Regions from separate parts of the Sus scrofa genome. Here all the other regions are linked to region 3. A link is a contact called in public HiChIP or PLAC-seq data. All regions are on one chromosome and are shown on one strand. Each heading gives the region's core, a stretch centred on a gene start, on an enhancer-like site or on the middle of the called end of the contact. The rest is flanking DNA. Distances are from core to core; before and after follow the strand shown. Region 1 overlaps NDFIP1 (Nedd4 family interacting protein 1). Region 2 has its middle 160 kb from the start of FGF1. Region 3 has its middle 26 kb from the start of SPRY4.

Region 1 (2,736 bases), core at 206-2,705, 190 kb before region 3:
TCATCTTGCTGCTGCTTCTTTTTTTTTTTTTTTGGTCTTTTTGGGGCTGCACCCACAGCATATGGAGGTTCCCAGGGTAGGGGTCTCATCAGAACCATAGCTGCCAGCCTACACCACAGCCATAGCAACACCAGATCCAAGCTGTGTCTGCAACCTACACCACAGCTCAGGGCAACGCCGAATCCTTAACCCACTGAACAAGGCCAGGGATCGAACCTGCAGCCTCGTGGCTCCTAGTGGATTCATTTCTGCTGTGCCACAATGGAAACTCCTTTTTTTTTTTTTTTCCTGTCCACCCTGCAGCACACAGAGTCCCAAGCCAAGGATCAGGTCTGAGCCACAGTTGTAGCAACACTGGATCCTTAACCCACTGTCCCAGCGGAGGATCAAACCCGCGTCCCAGGGCTGCAGAGGCACTGCTGATCTTGTTGGGCCACAGTGGGAACGCCTCATCTTGCTTCTAACACACGACAGGTTGTCACGACAATACAGGTTGAGAGAAAGCCTGAACTTCTCGGTTTTCCGGTATCTTTGGGGACTTTGTTAAGGGTTTTTGTTTGCAAAATAGGTTGTTACTGTTTGGATTTTCTAGACGTTCTGAGATGTTTTCTGCATGGATTCTAAAAGGAAAGCACAGCAGGCTTAGCATCGTGGTTTGAGGCAAGGGTGCTGTGGGAGCTGTGAAGGGCCATTACAGGCTGGTCCCTCCCTATGGCTTGGGGACAGAGGCCTTCGGTGCCTTCCGAGTGGTCAGGGGCCCGGCCGTCCCTGAGAGCCCCATCGAGGGCGTGGTGGGTTTCTCTGCTCTCCTGTCTGGCTTTGATGTTGTCGTTGCTTTGAAATCATTTCCGACGCGCCCAGAGGACTCAGAGCTCTCCGTTAGGGCTCTGGGGACTTGGAGCCGAGGTGAGAAGTCGAACGGCTTCCTTCCTAACTTGCAGCAGCCCCGAGAGAGCCGGCACAGCCGCCCTCTGTCCTGTGGGGCCGCGTCTCCTTTGTCCACCGACGGGGCTGAGAACCGTCCCTCCCGATCCAGTGTTTGCTTCCTCTGGGAGGTTTAGTGGCAGATGTGCAGTGACCGCAGGAAGGTCTTCTTTTTCGTTCGCTGACTGAGCCTTCTGTCTTCACCTGTCACCTGTCGAAAGCGAGCTTCCTTCTTGCCAGAAAGGTGCTTCCTAAAGTAACGGCGGTAGAGAAAAACCACTCGCTTCTCATGCTACGCTCTGGCCTCGTACTAGGCAGAAGTATCAGGAGAGGGCCTCTTCCAGAAGTTCGGGTGGCCGCGGATAGAGGAGCCGCTCACACGCCGCAAGCTCCGGTGGCCTCAGCAGGCCGCTTTCTGAGCAGCCCAGGCGGACGTTGCAGGAGCCGGACACCGCGGCCCGTGGGCAGGGACCGCGGGGCAGCGCTCAGGTTGCCTTTCAGAGCCCATTTAGGCTTGTAAAGGAAATCTGGTTTCCTGCCTCCCAGCAGGAAGCTCCAGAAGGAACTGCTAGAGCTGAGCCCAGTGGCAGCCCCGAGTGGCTCTGCGGAGGCAGGAAAGAAAAGGTTCCTTCTGTCGTGTTGAAAAAGAAGCAGATGCCTTTTAGGAGCGTCTTTGTCTGAAATGGTCAGAAATGTCCAGGGTTCACTGGACAATAACCACGAGTCTTTACCGCTCGCCCTGGCGCCGCCCCGTCGTCGAGGGCGTTAACTGCTAAGACGTCTCTGTATGTGAAGCAAAATACAGCTTCAATTTTTTTTTTTTTTGCTTTTTAGGGCCACACCCACCGCACATGGACGTTCCCAGGCTAGGGGTGGAATCTGAGCTGCCGCTGCCGGCCTACAGCCGCAGCCACAGCCACGCCGGATCCTTAACCCACTGATCAAGGCCAAGGATTGAACCCGACTCTTCATGGACACGAGTCAGTTCATTAACCACTGAGCCACGAAGGGAACTCCCCACCTGAAATTTTTTTCTTTGAACCACCCTGAAGTAGGAGGAGGAAAGTTTGCGAGCCTTGGTGGCACGGATGAGCCAGGGCCCTTCATCATTAGACAGTGATGGCTGCGCCCTAGTGAGCCAGACCCAGGAGGGTGAGAAACGGTCTCCTTTCCTCCTTTGGGGAATCTCCTCCCCCGCAGTGTCTCCTGGGTCATTGAAGGAAATTCACCTCGAGTTAGTTTGACTCCCTGGACTGGATGGTAGCAGGACGGTCGCGCATGTTTCCAGGGGAAGGTCTGCTTGAAAAAAAAATCACCAAGTGTCCGAAGAGCAAGTGTGCTTCCTCTGCACGTCCGATGATGTGTGGGCCGTTGGGGTCCTTTTGTTTCTGAAGTGACCTGAAGTTGAGTAGTAATGTGTCCCTCCTTCCTGAAACCTGATGGCTCTGCTCGCGTTCGCGTGCTCTCCCTGCGTCGCGCTGGCCGGAGCAGGACTCCAAGGCTTAGAGAGCCGGCGGTGCCTCTGCCGCAGTCTTTGTCCTTGGGCGTTTCTGGGGTGGCTGAGATCGCCCGTCGGCAGCCTCGCCAGGCCTCCGGATGGCTTCTTACTGTTGGTGGAGTGGCTCCGACTTGGCGAGCTCTCCGAAGGCGGATGGAGGGCCGTGGTGGGAGCAGGAGGAACGACGGAAGGCGGCCGGGCCATTGTCCCGACTGTGTCCCCTGTGCGTGCACAGCTCTGGTGCTTTGACCTCAGGGCAATTATTGAATCAGTTTTAATCTGCTCGTGGAACCTGATGAAACTGGATTTACTTA
Region 2 (2,700 bases), core at 115-2,614, 170 kb after region 3:
AATATTGACTGTTTCTTTTTTTAAGCTAATATTCCAAATTTCTTAGGAAAGTCAACTTAGACATCCAGGACACAGGAAACGAGGCAAGAGGCCGTAGCCAGCTGCCTCAGAGGACCTGGGACACTTTCTTAATAACTTCCAGATGGTTCCACAGAAATTGTTAACATCTTGGGAAAAAAAAAAAAATCAGCTGCAGGAGAAATGAGATTCAAGTGGTTGAGGAAGCACAGCCCAGGGCAGGGTCCCCAGGGACCAGAGTGGATCTGAAATAGAAACCTTTGCCTGGGGGTTACTGCTTCCTATGGCAAGGCCCAAGGGGAGTGGGTGAAGTCCAGGGTTTTAGTAGAGATTTTGCGTTGGCAAGGGAGCCCCAACCAAACTGAATTGCTGCTGATGGTAATCCATGGATTAACCCGTGTTTGCAAACTTTTTACCTTAGTATTTTTTCTTTGTTTCTGAGAGAATAATTTACCTCCCAAGTATATCTGTTAGGCTGATAAGGCCCAGGGCTTAGAGCCTCTGAGGTTTTGAGGGCCTGAGGCAGAATATAACCCTGAAAAAATATTCTGTATACAGTATTTTTGTAATTGTGATATATATATATATGAGCAATAGATAACTTACTACATTTTATAATACATACATATGTATTTTTCGGCATATGGCAAGAAACCCACAAAATTTAAATCAGTACACGTCTAATTACATGCCTGCAATAGCTAGCTAGCATCATGGCGCCTCAGTCAGTTCTTAGACTGAGTGCTTATTAGAAATTTGATTTCACTGGAAGACTGTATGTTACGTTTTTGTATTTCCCAAGCATGGTCCAGACTTCAAGTCCTTGGATGCATGTAGTTCTTGAAGTGAAATTTGGAAATCCTTGCATGATTTTACAAGCATCTTTGATAGGGGATGTGTATTGTGTCTGTTTACATCGAGTGGGGAAGAGAGTGCAGCCCTGGGTTGAAGAGCTGAGGGTGGAGGAGGGCCGTGAACGCAGCCCTCCTTGCTGAAGAGGTGCGTGCTTCCTCTGCCTCCTCTCCATCGCCTTCCCCCAAGGAAGAGGAAACGGCTTGTTTGTGGAATGTAAGTGTTTGCACGCAAATCGAATCACTTCTTTGGAAACAAAAGTAGGGGAGAGGGAGCCGCAGATTCAGGGCTCAGTTGAGCCACCTCCCTGCATCCTGCCCCTTACCTGGGTTGCCCTAAGCCCACCAGGGGCACCTCCTGCCTCCCATCCTGTCTGAGGGTCCCCCCCTCCTTTGTACATTAGTTCCTTTGTCTGCCCATGACACTAGGAGCTGAGAGCTGGAGAGGCTGTGGAGGGCGAGTTGGTTGGCTTGCTTTGCAGTTCCTGTAGCCTAAAGCGTGTGGGAGTGGGGATTGAGCAGTAAGAACATCCACACCCTGGAACTGTTGGTCTGAAATGCCTAGGGTATTTAGTATAAAATCTGTGTGTAACTGCAAAAACAAACAGACAAAACCCAAGCACCTACTACAGGAATCAGAATTTTTGCAGCAGGCAACATTACCAAAGACCCGCAAAGAGAGCCCCAAACATGGTTCTGGGGCCCTAACCAGGTAAAGTCATTAGATGGCGTTATCCCTTTCCTTTGGGATTTAACATTTAAGCTTCGGCTTCTTGGGATTCAGCCCGAGGAGCCCCAGGAGAATATGCAGTGACTCCTTCCTTCCTCCCCAAACTGAAAGCCGGGCTATTACAATTCCAAATGGACGCAGAGTCCTGCCAAGTTCATAGGAAACTGGAATGACAGCGTAGGTTCCCACCGCTAGGAGTAGCAGAAGCTGAAGGCTCAGAGAATAAGTAACATCTCCCTTGTGATTCCCAAATGCGTCTATTTTTACTTTAAGGGGTTCTGGGTTTTCATTCAGTTTTGTGAACTGAGGAATCCATTTGGGATTTTCACCAGCTCTATTAAAATGAAAGCATGCAGCTCCTCCGCAGTGTACTGAAGCATCTTCCGTGATAGGTCAGAAAGAACTGCAGAGTTTGCTTTTGAAGATGGGCGAAGCATTGTCAACTGAACTTCAGTAGATACATTCTAGACTCATGGCAGAGTACAGGATCAGTTGCTAAATCCATATCCAAGAGATGTTGGCTTTGACATGGTATGATTGATCATTGAAACAAAGTCATAAAGTTGCTGCTCTGAGGGAGGTCCCTGGTAGCTCAGCAGGTTAAGGACCTGGTGTTGTCACTGCTGTGGCATGGGTTCGATCTCTGGCCTGGGAACTTCCACGTGCCACAGGGGAGGCCATTAATTAATTAATTAATATAGTTGCTGCTCTGAGATGGACGACTTGTGTTTATATGTATGAAATGTATGGATATTTCTAAGTATAGGATTTTTTGTGGGGCAGGAGGCTAGGAAGGAAACTCATAAGTAAAACAGGTATCTTTTTGCTGGTAATGTTGAGAAAGATTTCTTTAAATATGTGTTATTAATCATTCTTTGAAACAAGCTTATTGGCTCATGGATGGTATTCTTTCTTTCCAGCTTCTTCGGCTGGAATCTCTGCCTCCATGTCCCCTCTGTAGTGTATGCTCCGCAAGGCAGGGAGCTTAGCTATCTTGACTCTATATTCCAGAACCAGACTAGGGCTCCCACATAGTAGGAGCTCAATAAATGTCCCCCCCTCCCCCCTGCTTCTGCCAACAAATGGAAACCTTCCTTTTCC
Region 3 (2,700 bases), core at 175-2,674:
TTTCACCCTCGGGTTCCAGTCAGATGCGCACCAGCTCAGAGAGCTGTCCTTACAGAAAGCTGCTCTTCTGGACTATGACCCTTCAGGAGTTCTCTTGTGGCCCAGCCTGTTAAGGAGCCAGTGCCACTGCAGGGGCTTGGATTGCTGCTGTGGCGCAGGTTCAATCTCCAGCCTGGCGAACTTCCATGTGCCAAGGGCGCAGCCCAAAAAATAAATAAAAATAAATAGAATATGACCCTTAATCAGAGCACTTAGAGCGTGTGAAATAATCGTCTTGGTCGGTTTGTTCCTTCCTTCCTTTATTCCAGAATCTAGACCCCCTGGGGACAGGGACCCGTTCTGTCTAGTTCCTGCTGTACCCTCAAAGGGTGACCAGCGCTTAGTGAGAAATACTCATGAAATGACTGAATGAACGAAATCCCAGGAGAGCAGCTGAGTCTATTTTATTTTTTCGGTCCTAGCCATCTGATTCTCATTACTCCTACAGCTCGGGAAGCCTCTTTCTGCTTTGGCGTTTTATAAACCTCGTGTGCGTACGTCGACGTTTTAACCATAAATCCAGAGCTTTTCAGGGGTGGAAAAATTCGAGGCCAAGGGATGGGGGGAGGGGGATAAGATCGACCCGGAGGTCCGGAGCCCGGGCGGCGCTGCCCCAGGGTTAGGGGGGCGGGGGTCGGGGGTGAGGGGAACCGTCGGTCGGTCGGGCGCCCCTCCGCTCCCAGCCTGCCCCTCAGCGGGGGATGGCCCGGGGCTGTCACATCCAGCAGAGGGATGCGCCGCCGCCGCCTGCCCCTCGCGTCCCTTGATGCGGAGGAGGGGCGAGGAGGGGGAGGAATGCCGCGGGGGAGGGGTCGCGGCCCCGGGGCGGCGCGGGCAGCCGCCCCCGCATTCCGGCCGCGCGCCCCGGGAGGTGGCGCCTTGGGGAGGCTGTATTATTATTACTATTTTTTGAGCCGCGGGGGAGCAGGGTGGGGGAGGGGGGCCCGTGCGTGTCCCTTTAAGAGCCAGAGCGCGGCCCCCGCCTCGCAGGCGCCCGGAGCCTCACAAAAGAACAGGATGTTGTTGATTTGTCACCAAACCACAGAGAGGAAATGATTGTAAATTTCCTTTAAACATCCCCACCGCGCTCCGGCCGCCCCCGCTTCCGCCTCCGCCGCCCCCGCCCGGCCGGGCGCAGCGGGGCCTCGGCGCTCCCGCGGGGCGCCCGCTCCCCGGCCTCCCGGCCGCCCCGGCCAGGCCGCAGGCCCGGGCCGGCTCCCGGGCGCCGGCGGGAGGAGCCCCCGCCCCGCCGCGCCCCCGATCGCGTTCCAGTTGCTTTCTTTTGATTATTTTTTCAGCCGCTGCCGCAGAGAAAGGGCCTCCGCTCGTGTGCAGCCGCGCGCGCCGCCCTTGTCTCCTCGGCCTTTCCCTCCCCGAGCGGATGAGACCCGCCCGGGCGCCCCGGGCTCTGCCCAGAGGGGGCCTGGGTGCGCCCCCGGCCCGTTTAGCCCCAGGACTCCCTGCACTGCCTCCGATCAGGAGCTCCAGGATCGGGAGTGGAGAGTAGGGGCTGGGGAGACTGAGGCCCAGGAAGGTTAGGCTACAGCAGAAAGTCACCAGCCTTCCTGGAACCCCCTGGGGACTCTTGGGACACCCTACCTCGGTTTGGTCCACTCACTCCGAGCTTATGTTTATAACCCCCTAGCCACACTGCCGCCCGAACATCCTAGAAGCCCCGAGTCATCAAAGGTGGCAGTTTCCATTGAACGTCCAGTGTCACAGTTACTTAAGGTTATTTCCTGAGCCGCATCCCCCACCATTTCCCGTTGGACACCTCTCTTTTCGGGAGCTGCTTGGGTCTCAGTTACACCTGTGCTTTTCTGCACCCTTACTTCGCCCACCCCTGCCCCTGTTATTGGTTAAGATTTCTGGAAGCCTCTGGTGGAGTCAGATTTGCTCCCAACCTGTGGCCCGGAGCGACGTGGTGAAGGCTGGTCTGTGGTCTAGGCCAAGGCTGCGTCCGCTCTACAGAGGGTTCTTTTGGAGCAGTCAGTGCTTCTGATTCTGGCACAGGCTGCCCTGGGCTTCTTGGCTTGAATATTCAAAGCAGCAGCTAATGTCTCAGGCATGGTGTTCAGCTCATTCTCTCATTTCCCTTGCAGTGGTCCCATGAGCTTGGCATTGCTCTTCTCTTTATACAGATGAGGAAACTGAGGTTCAGAGAGATCAAGGAACTGGCCCAGGTCACAGAGAAAGGTGCAAGCGATGGGACTCGAGTCACTACCCTCTGGTTCCTGGTGGTTTCCCTCTTTGGTGCCTTAAGGTTGATCATTTGCTTTGGGGGGGACTGGGAGTAAAAGATTACAGGAACCCGAGTGGCTGGCACCTTAGGTTGCAGTCTTCCATCCTGGGGCCATATGAGATCCTGAGTGCCTTGGAGGAAGCGGGGAGCCTGGCGTGGAGTCTGAACGCTTTCCACTCTACTCGAATGGGAAATTGAAATCCTTTTAAGAAAGGAACTTGATGCTGGATGCCTAAAGCTGAATGGGTGCCAAGCCCCCCCCACTCCCTGCCCCCACGTCATTTCTAGACCCTGGATTCTAAGCTCAGAGTGGGGGAGGTGGATGGGGGTTGGGGGAGGGTGGCTTGTATTTGCCTCTGGGCATCATCAGTGTCCTGCAGAATGCTTCAAGTCATTGCGTGCCTGCTCTGTACCGTGCA

Evidence for each region. HiChIP or PLAC-seq counts read pairs in DNA pulled down with a chosen protein or histone mark.
Region 1: a contact with region 3 is called in an H3K27ac HiChIP or PLAC-seq map of skeletal muscle, with 9 times the contacts expected there. The contact joins two enhancer-like sites. A contact is called at or near these places in 3 of 47 Hi-C or Micro-C datasets (heart right ventricle, psoas muscle and skeletal muscle) and 1 of 2 datasets of contacts at active chromatin or transcription factors (skeletal muscle).
Region 2: an H3K27ac HiChIP or PLAC-seq map of skeletal muscle shows a contact between it and region 3. The contact joins two enhancer-like sites. A contact is called at or near these places in 5 of 47 Hi-C or Micro-C datasets (embryonic fibroblasts, fetal heart ventricle, liver and 2 more) and 1 of 2 datasets of contacts at active chromatin or transcription factors (skeletal muscle).

What each region holds. Positions count from the first base shown.
Region 1 is chr2:143,729,561-143,732,296 of Sscrofa11.1, forward strand. All of the region lies in intron 7 of NDFIP1 (Nedd4 family interacting protein 1), which reads left to right. Among named protein-coding and RNA genes, the nearest start is that of NDFIP1, 42 kb to the left of the region's middle. Within about 2 kb of position 1,456, at least 4 of the 83 cell types and tissues checked have an H3K27ac peak or open chromatin away from gene starts, as enhancers often do.
Region 2 is chr2:144,084,982-144,087,681 of Sscrofa11.1, forward strand. No RefSeq gene overlaps it. Among named protein-coding and RNA genes, the nearest start is that of FGF1, 160 kb to the right of the region's middle. Within about 2 kb of position 1,365, at least 11 of the 83 cell types and tissues checked have an H3K27ac peak or open chromatin away from gene starts, as enhancers often do. A contact at or near this core is called in retroperitoneal adipose tissue and skeletal muscle, where this site is marked.
Region 3 is chr2:143,916,172-143,918,871 of Sscrofa11.1, forward strand. No RefSeq gene overlaps it. Among named protein-coding and RNA genes, the nearest start is that of SPRY4, 26 kb to the left of the region's middle. Within about 2 kb of position 1,425, at least 46 of the 83 cell types and tissues checked have an H3K27ac peak or open chromatin away from gene starts, as enhancers often do. A contact at or near this core is called in retroperitoneal adipose tissue and skeletal muscle, where this site is marked.